Linked DNA regions of Mus musculus: region 2 is linked to region 1. Evidence: chromatin contacts called from public promoter capture Hi-C data. All regions are on one chromosome and are shown on one strand. Each heading gives the region's core, a stretch centred on a gene start, on an enhancer-like site or on the middle of the called end of the contact. The rest is flanking DNA. Distances are from core to core; before and after follow the strand shown. Region 1 holds the start of Shisal1 (shisa like 1). Region 2 has its middle 27 kb from the start of Prr5.

What was found. Promoter capture Hi-C pulls out the DNA fragments that hold promoters and counts their contacts.
Region 2: a contact with region 1 is called in a promoter capture Hi-C map of hippocampal neurons, with 2.8 times the contacts expected there. The contact joins the enhancer-like site here to the promoter of Shisal1 in region 1. A contact is called at or near these places in 3 of 39 promoter capture datasets (embryonic stem cells, hippocampal neurons and stem cell-derived epiblast-like cells), 2 of 115 datasets of contacts at active chromatin or transcription factors (both in embryonic stem cells) and 3 of 9 other capture datasets (embryonic stem cells, liver and pancreatic islet).

What each region holds. Positions count from the first base shown.
Region 1 is chr15:84,444,748-84,448,353 of GRCm38.p6, reverse strand. Shisal1 (shisa like 1) reads left to right here and starts at 1,780. Exons shown (of 5, transcript NM_001374162.1): 1 at 1,780-1,992. Gm33830 (a long non-coding RNA gene) reads right to left here and starts at 3,079. Exons shown (of 3, transcript XR_384293.3): 1 at 2,891-3,079; 2 at 491-603.
Region 2 is chr15:84,652,444-84,656,049 of GRCm38.p6, reverse strand. No RefSeq gene overlaps it. Among named protein-coding and RNA genes, the nearest start is that of Prr5, 27 kb to the left of the region's middle. Within about 2 kb of position 1,664, at least 223 of the 459 cell types and tissues checked have an H3K27ac peak or open chromatin away from gene starts, as enhancers often do. A contact at or near this core is called in embryonic stem cells, hippocampal neurons and stem cell-derived epiblast-like cells, where this site is marked.

The DNA of each region.
Region 1 (3,606 bases), core at 531-3,030:
TGGCGTGAGACAGAGGACTCAGAGGAGCACCCTGTCTCTGTCTTTGACCTCAGCTGAAGTAGGGTCTTCCTCAACTTCCTCTTTGGAAGGTTTGCATCAGCAAGAAGGAACACAGAACTGCTTTGGTTTGTGTCCATGACCCTGAGTGCTGAGGAATCACACCACACACACACACACACACACACACACACACACACACACACACTTCTTGCCCTCCCCCAATTACCAAGCAGGCTCTGCCTACCCTCTGGCCCTCTCCAGAGCCTGGCCTTACCTATCTTGGCAGCTTTGGTGCCCTGGCCATTGGCTGAAGTAGTTCCCATGGGCATCCCCAGTCTCAGGTGGGCCCAGTAGGTTAGCCCAGGCTATGTCCATGAAGGGAACCAGAGCCTGGATGCTGTGATGTGGGAACCAGAACCCCTTACCTGCACAGGCTTGGGTGAGAGAAAACACTGGTTCTCCCCAGCTGGTGCCTCCCTGAGCCCCTTACCCTCGAAAGCAGCAAAGAGCCAGGCAGGTTCCAGCATCCCATGGGGTTCAAGAGCCTGCAGTGAAAGAGGAAGAAGTCTGTTCTGGCAGAATCCCTCCGTGTCAACGAGGCACCTGTGGAGGAGACAGAGATGCTTGGGCTTCAGTGTGAGCTTTGACTCTGCCTCTTGTCAGCTGTATGCCCCTGAGGTGCTTTCTCAACATCTCTGAGCCTGGTTGTCTGTCAGCAGAGTCCAAAGGAACCACTCAGTGCCATGGCAAGAAGTTAAGTTCAGAGTATCGAGTGCTCGGCTCCCTTTTCCTTGAGGTTCCATTGAGGTCTCAGAAGTCAAAGGTGACCCCAAAATGTGGGTGGCAGCAGTTGGGCCTGGAGGGGTGGCTCTTGGGGGAGGGGTCTGCTTTTCCGGATACTCAAGGGTATTCTCTATTCAGTGAAGAAGCTCCATCCTGACTGTCCCCTGGGAGGAATGCTGGGTTGCCACATGCTCCCACAGGACTTTCCGAGGTTGTCCAAGCAATGGGGAAATGTAGACCCACAAGTGTGAGGATGGAGTCAGGTACCCGCAGGTCAGCCATGAAATGGGGGTGAAGTCAGAACTAGGGGTGTGATGGGGAGAATGAGACATGGGGTGAAGGTTTAAACCCAGGTCTAGCAGGCTGGGAAAACGCAAACCAAGTCTGTCCCTGCCCTTGACTGCCTGCCTCAGGGGTGGCTAGCAGAATAGATCTCCCAGCCAGAGCTGGGGAGATGCACAGGGTGGGTGGGGCAGAGTGTCGCGGGCTGCACGGGGCAGGGATCTGTCCACCCGTAAGGAGAGGCTGCATCCCTGCAGGCAGTTGCTGGTGCCTGGCGTCCTTCGGAGCAGGTACCAAGCTGGGGAGCAGGTGGAAAGGAGATGGGGGAGATTGAGGAGAACCCTCTGGTGGAGGTTGGGAAGCGGGGGGGGGGGTGGGGGTGGGGGTGGGGGGGGCGCGAGGAGGGAAGGGAGAAGAAAAAAACTGGAAAAGGAGGTGGGGGAGACGGAGTGGGGAAGAGAAAAGTAAAAAGCCAAGAAGAAAGTGAAGGATGAGAGGAAAGAAAACGGAGGGTGAGGAGAAAGGCAGGAGAGAAAGAGATGGAGAAAAAACAAAGGCGGAGCAAAAGCAAGGTGGAGAAGAGAAGCGACTGGGACGCGCGGGGAGGGGGGAAGGGAGAGAGAGAGAGAGAGAGAGAGAGAGAGAGAGAGAGAGAGAGAGAGAGAAGAGAGAGAGAAGAGAGAGAGAGAAGCGCAGGCCGAACCGGCGCGGGGCAGCAGAGGGCGCGGCGGCCGAGCTGAACGCGGCGCGGGACGCGCGTGGGGCGCAGCGGGCGGAGCGCGGCCGGAGCCCCGGAGCCCCACGCGCCCGCAGCCTGGCGGACAACTGTTGCGGCGGCGCGCGTGGGCAGCCCCGCGCCCCTGCAGGCGGCTCCCGCGGGCGCCGGCTCCGGGCTACATAGCGAGGAGCGACCGGCGCGGGCACGAGGTGAGCGGGGCGCGGGGCTGCGGGGCTGCTGGGTCCACGCAGTGCTGAGGATCGCGGGCAGGACGGCGTCGGGGGAGCCGGAACGGGGCGAGGTGGTGGTCGCCAGGACCGGGCGACAGCGGGGGACAGCAGCGGGACCAGGCTGGGAGTCGCTGCGGAGCGCGGACGGCTGGGGAGCCAGTGCGCGTGGGGCAGGGCTCTGGAGCCGCGCTGGGAGACGCTTGGATGCCCTGGGTTCCTGTTCGGCGACATCGGGAACCCCGAGGCTCCGCTGCCGCCGCCTCCCAGGGCCCGATCCATAGTAATCCCGCGCCCGGGGCTGGGTGGCCCGGCAGCGGCCTCCGAAAAGCTCATTAGTGCCTACTGTTGTCATAGCAACGAGACCCCAGCGTCTTAGGGTTCTATTTATTCTAATTATTATTATCATTATTAGTATTAGTATTTCTTATCCAGCCAGAGGGGGAAAAGACGAAAGGGGGGCAGCGCATCCTGGCGCCTCCAACTGTTCTCCTTGGAAGGAGCAGCGCCGACTGCCTGATGGGCCAAGCAGAGTCTGATTCTTGACGGGGTCCCCCAGGCTAGGGTCCCCGGGTAGGTGCTGAAGTGGGTATTTACTGCCCCAGTTGTACCCCTGGGGCCATGGAGGGACCGGGAACCGGACTTACATAATTTGTCCCGAGAGTATTTACATTTAAGCATCCTTAACCCCCCCCCCCCCACACACACACACACGACTTTTCTGTTTTCTGGTGCCCTGGATTTAGTGGGTGCTCCTGCCAGGGAACCCCAGCCTGGCATAGGAAGAGAAAAGTGCTTTGCGTGGGAAACTAGAGGGACCTCTCTTGAGGCTGTGTGACCTTGAGCAGGGCTCTCAACTCCTCTGAACCGGTCTCCTCACCTCTAAGATAGAAGGGGGTTGGTTCCCATCAGCAGAGGCTGCTGTAACCCAGGGCGAAGCGAGAAGCCAAGCCCGATCAAGTTGCTATGGGCTGTGTGACCCCAGGCGGGCCTCTGGACCCGAGTCTCAGGATGCTTTCTAAGATGCCTTGGCCACTGACACTCTGAGACTGTGACTTCACGTTGGGCTCCTCCCAGAGCCAGCCAACCCAGAACTTCCCCCCACCCCCCTTTCCATCCCTTTGTTCTCTTGCTTGATCCCAACCGCCCAAAGGTGCCTGGGAACCTTTGAGATTGTCTACCCCTGACCGCTGAAGGGGCTAATTGGAAATGTCCTTTGGAACCAGACTCTGAAACCAGACTTTGGTCCCTGGTATCAACTCAGGCTGGTCAGGGCTGCCCAGAGCCTAGGTTTTCCCCTAATGCTAAGACCTCCCTAAAAAGATCTTTTCTTTCCTCCTGGGCCCATCCTGGTAGAGGTGGAATCTGGAACAGGGCTGGCTAGAAAGTTTTGTTACCCAGCAGCCCCGGAGCCTCTAGGCTCAAGCTAAGCCAAAAGCATCAGATCAGGATTTCCTTTTTAAAATTTGTTTTAGTTTAGTTTTTGTTTTGTTTTGTTTTATTGAAACAATGATTTCACATTGTAAGACAGGATGGCCTAGAACTCATGATGTAGCTCAGAAGAGCTTTAAATTCACTGTGATCCTCCTGCTTCAG
Region 2 (3,606 bases), core at 415-2,914, 210 kb before region 1:
GGCTATCATCCATGTTGAGTGTAGACTGCTCAGTGGGGATGGGCTGGGGTCCCCTGTGCTTCATACACCCATGAATTGTCATTGGGAGCTTGTGAGGAGGGAGAGATAGATATTATTCATATATTTCCTCCAGTGAGGAATTTTGAGCAACATGGCTCCATCTTGGGGTGCAGCTGAAGGAACTGCACCCAGATGAGCTCATACCAGGAAGCTTTTCCCTTCTAACACAAGCCAAATGTCATATTTCGAGCAACTCCTCAGAGGCCCAGGACTTCTGAAGGCTTCCACATTGCCCCCCGCACCCCCACGTCTACCCTTGAGCTTGTGACAATCTGTCAGGATAAAAACTATTCCGAACAGACTCATGAGCCCCTCCCCTTGGCTGTCAGACTATGGAGATAATGCACCCCACGATTCTGGGATATTGATATTCCCAGGGGTTTCACACTGGGAAAAGAACAAAGCTGACTCCTAGAGCTGACCCAAGGAGGAGCTTGCATCCTAGGAAGAGATTCTGCACGGTCCTCATAGTTTATCAGACCACCTTGCAGAAGAGACTAGACGCAGACAATGATGGTAGGCGGGGCCCCGCTTGGACCAGGACTGCCTGGCTATGCACACTTCTTCCCCTTTATGTCAGCCTAAATATCTTGTTAGGACACAGAAGATGGCCTTGAGTAGGAAGCAGTCCCTGGGCCTCTGCGTTCACCTTCCCAACATGGCTATGTTGAATAAACTTCCTATTTTCTCCTCTCTGCGTGTTGCTTGTCTTTAATTGGCTTGTCGAGGACAGTTTGCTGAGCTTGGCTTGTTGGGGGGGCTGCCAGGGCCCAGACCTTAACTTGAGTAACAAGCCCACAGGGAAGCCTTGCAGCTGGGAAGCTGGGGTTGGAATGCAGAAGGACTCCCAGTTGCTCGGAAGAGCTTGAAGGGCAGGGCTGAAGAGCAGGGTGAGCGAGGCCTAAACGCTAATTCTGCCAGTTGCTATGATCAAGGTTGTGATGTTGGAAGCCCATGCGGTGGTTCTCAACCTTCCTAGCGCCGTGGCCTTTCTATTTCGTTCTTCACATTGTGGTCATCCCCAACCTTAAGATTGCTTTGTTGATGCTTAACTTAAATTTTCATAACTGTAATGTTGCTACTGCTATGAACCGTAATGGAATATATCTGCTATGCAGGATATCTGCAATGCGACTTCCCCTCCCCCCATAGCCTGGGAACTGCTACCATAGGGGTTGGGTTGCTTCTGTCCGCTAGGGAGAGCTGAGGGAAAGTCTCCCTCAACAGCAGGCTCACAGATTTACAGTTCCTGGGAAAGTGTCATCCTGCAGTCCTCAGCTGCCCTGCCAGTGAGTGTCCACCCTGGGTCCCCACAGAAGAGCCTGAGAGGATGAGGAGATCAGGACCCTGGTTCCAGGATGGGCACCTTTCCTTCATCCCCATGGGAACAGCTCTGGCCGGCAACTCTTCCTCCCCCACCCCAAGACATAGAACTTGATGATAAAGAGTCTAAGCTCCCTCCTCCATGCACACTCAGAAAGCCCGGCAGGCAGCTGCCCCATCCCCCGCCCCGCCCCGCCTCCCCCCACTCATCCACATCCTGTGTCCCAGGGTGGGATTAGTGACGAAGGCTGTGGTCTGGCATCCTGCCAGCAATCTGTCCTTCCGCGGCTGCTCTCAGGTTTCCATGTAGAGTCAGCACAGGCGCAGTTGGCCTGAGATGGCTGGCTTCTTGGAGAGCCTGCAGCCAGCCTGCCGTCAGCATCCCAGACCTTTCAACGGGTCCGTTCGGTGCTTTATCCACAGAGCCAGGGCTCTGTAGAACGCTTCTAGGTTTCCTACGCGAGCAACATACAGGCTGTTTAGCGCTTCCGGATCAAGGGGGGAATGGGGAGAGCCGAGATCCATGTCTTATGCCGGGCTGCTGGAGAAAGCTTCCGATTTACTGTGACGTTAGTCTATACGTTCTTGGAATTTCTTTACCGGTTGGTGGGGTATCCCTTTTTTTTTTTTAATTTGTTTGAGGATTATTCGTTTTTGCATCTATTGAAGACATTTGTCCTTAAAATTTTTTTTTTTTTTTTTAATTCTGGGGCTGGGGCTGTAGCTCCGTTGGTAGAATACTCGTCTAGCACACACAAAGCCCCAAGTTCCACCCACAGCATGGCATAAAACCAGGTAGGGTCCCAGCACCGACCAGGAGTTCAAAGTCCTTCTTGGTTATAGAGCAGAGTCAAAGCTATCTTGGGTTGCTTGAGATCCTCACAAAGTTATAGATTCTGTGTGATGGCTTAGATGGTTATATATCCATAACCCTAGAATTCTTTCTTTCCTTTTTCAAGACAGGGGTTTTCTATGTAGCCCTGACTGTCCTGGAACTCACTCTGTAGACCAGGCTAGCCTTGAACTCTATCTGCCTGTCCAGGACAGCCAAGGTTACAAGAGAAACCCTGTCTTGGAAAAACCAGAGGGCGGGGGTACTCTATTTTGATTTCTTGGGATAGGGTCACATGTAGTTCAGGTTGACTTTGATTTCCAGATAGCACCCCCACACCCCGCCTCTTCTTTATCTATTTTATTGCAGAGCCTATAATGCCTACTTGATGGTCAGGGTTTAGCTGAGCCAAGTTGAGCCAGATAAAGACTTTCATTAGCCTGGGCTCTCCTCTGAGCGGAGCCTCATGTCCTCAGTCAGCCCTCCCCAGCCCTGGCACAGAAGGGCTGAGCTGGCTGTGTGGCTGAGGAGGTCGCTACACTGGATTCTTCACCTTTCGACTGAGCGGATTCCTGGAATCTAAGAGCATGAAAACTCATAACCCTGCGGGACTCCCAGCTCTGTTTCTGAATTCTAGGCCCCATCTTACCCTCTGCCACTGCACTGCTTAAAACCCGGGGATGGGGAAGGAGATGCCCCACAAGGGAACCCCCAGACCTCCGTCTACCTGACAGCCTGTGTGTCTTCACACCCGGTTAGCTCTTCATCCAAAGCCTTCGTTTTGTCTCCTACATGGGATGAGCCTTGCTCAGATCTGGAGTTTCTGGGCTTTGCTTGATTTTCTTTGGACCTCCATCCTTGTACCCTTTCTTACACTGGCCTTTCTTAGTGGCCCCAGAGAAATGTGGCATTTAAAGTTTGTTTGTTTGTTTGTTTGTTTTTTGAGACAGGATTTTACTAGGGTAAGCTTGACTGACCTAGAACTCATTAGATAGATCAGGCTGGCCACAAACACATAGGGATCTGTCTGTTTCTTTTCTTTTTTTTTAGATTTATTTTATTTATATGAGCACTTTGTAGCTGTCTCTAGACACACCAGAAGAGGGCATCGGATCCCATTACAGATGGTTGTGAGCCACCATATGGTTGCTGGGAATTGAACTCAGGACCTCTAGAAGAACAGTCAGTGAGCTATCTCTCCAGCCCAATTTGTCTGTTTCTATCTCCTAAGTTCTGGGTTTGAAGATGTATACCCCCATGCCCTGCCATTTTCATATGTATGTGTGTGTGTTTGTGTGTGTGTTTATATATTTACATATATGTGTGTATATGTATATATAAAATTTTGTGTGTATGAGTATTTTGCCTGCATGTATGTCTGTGTACCACTT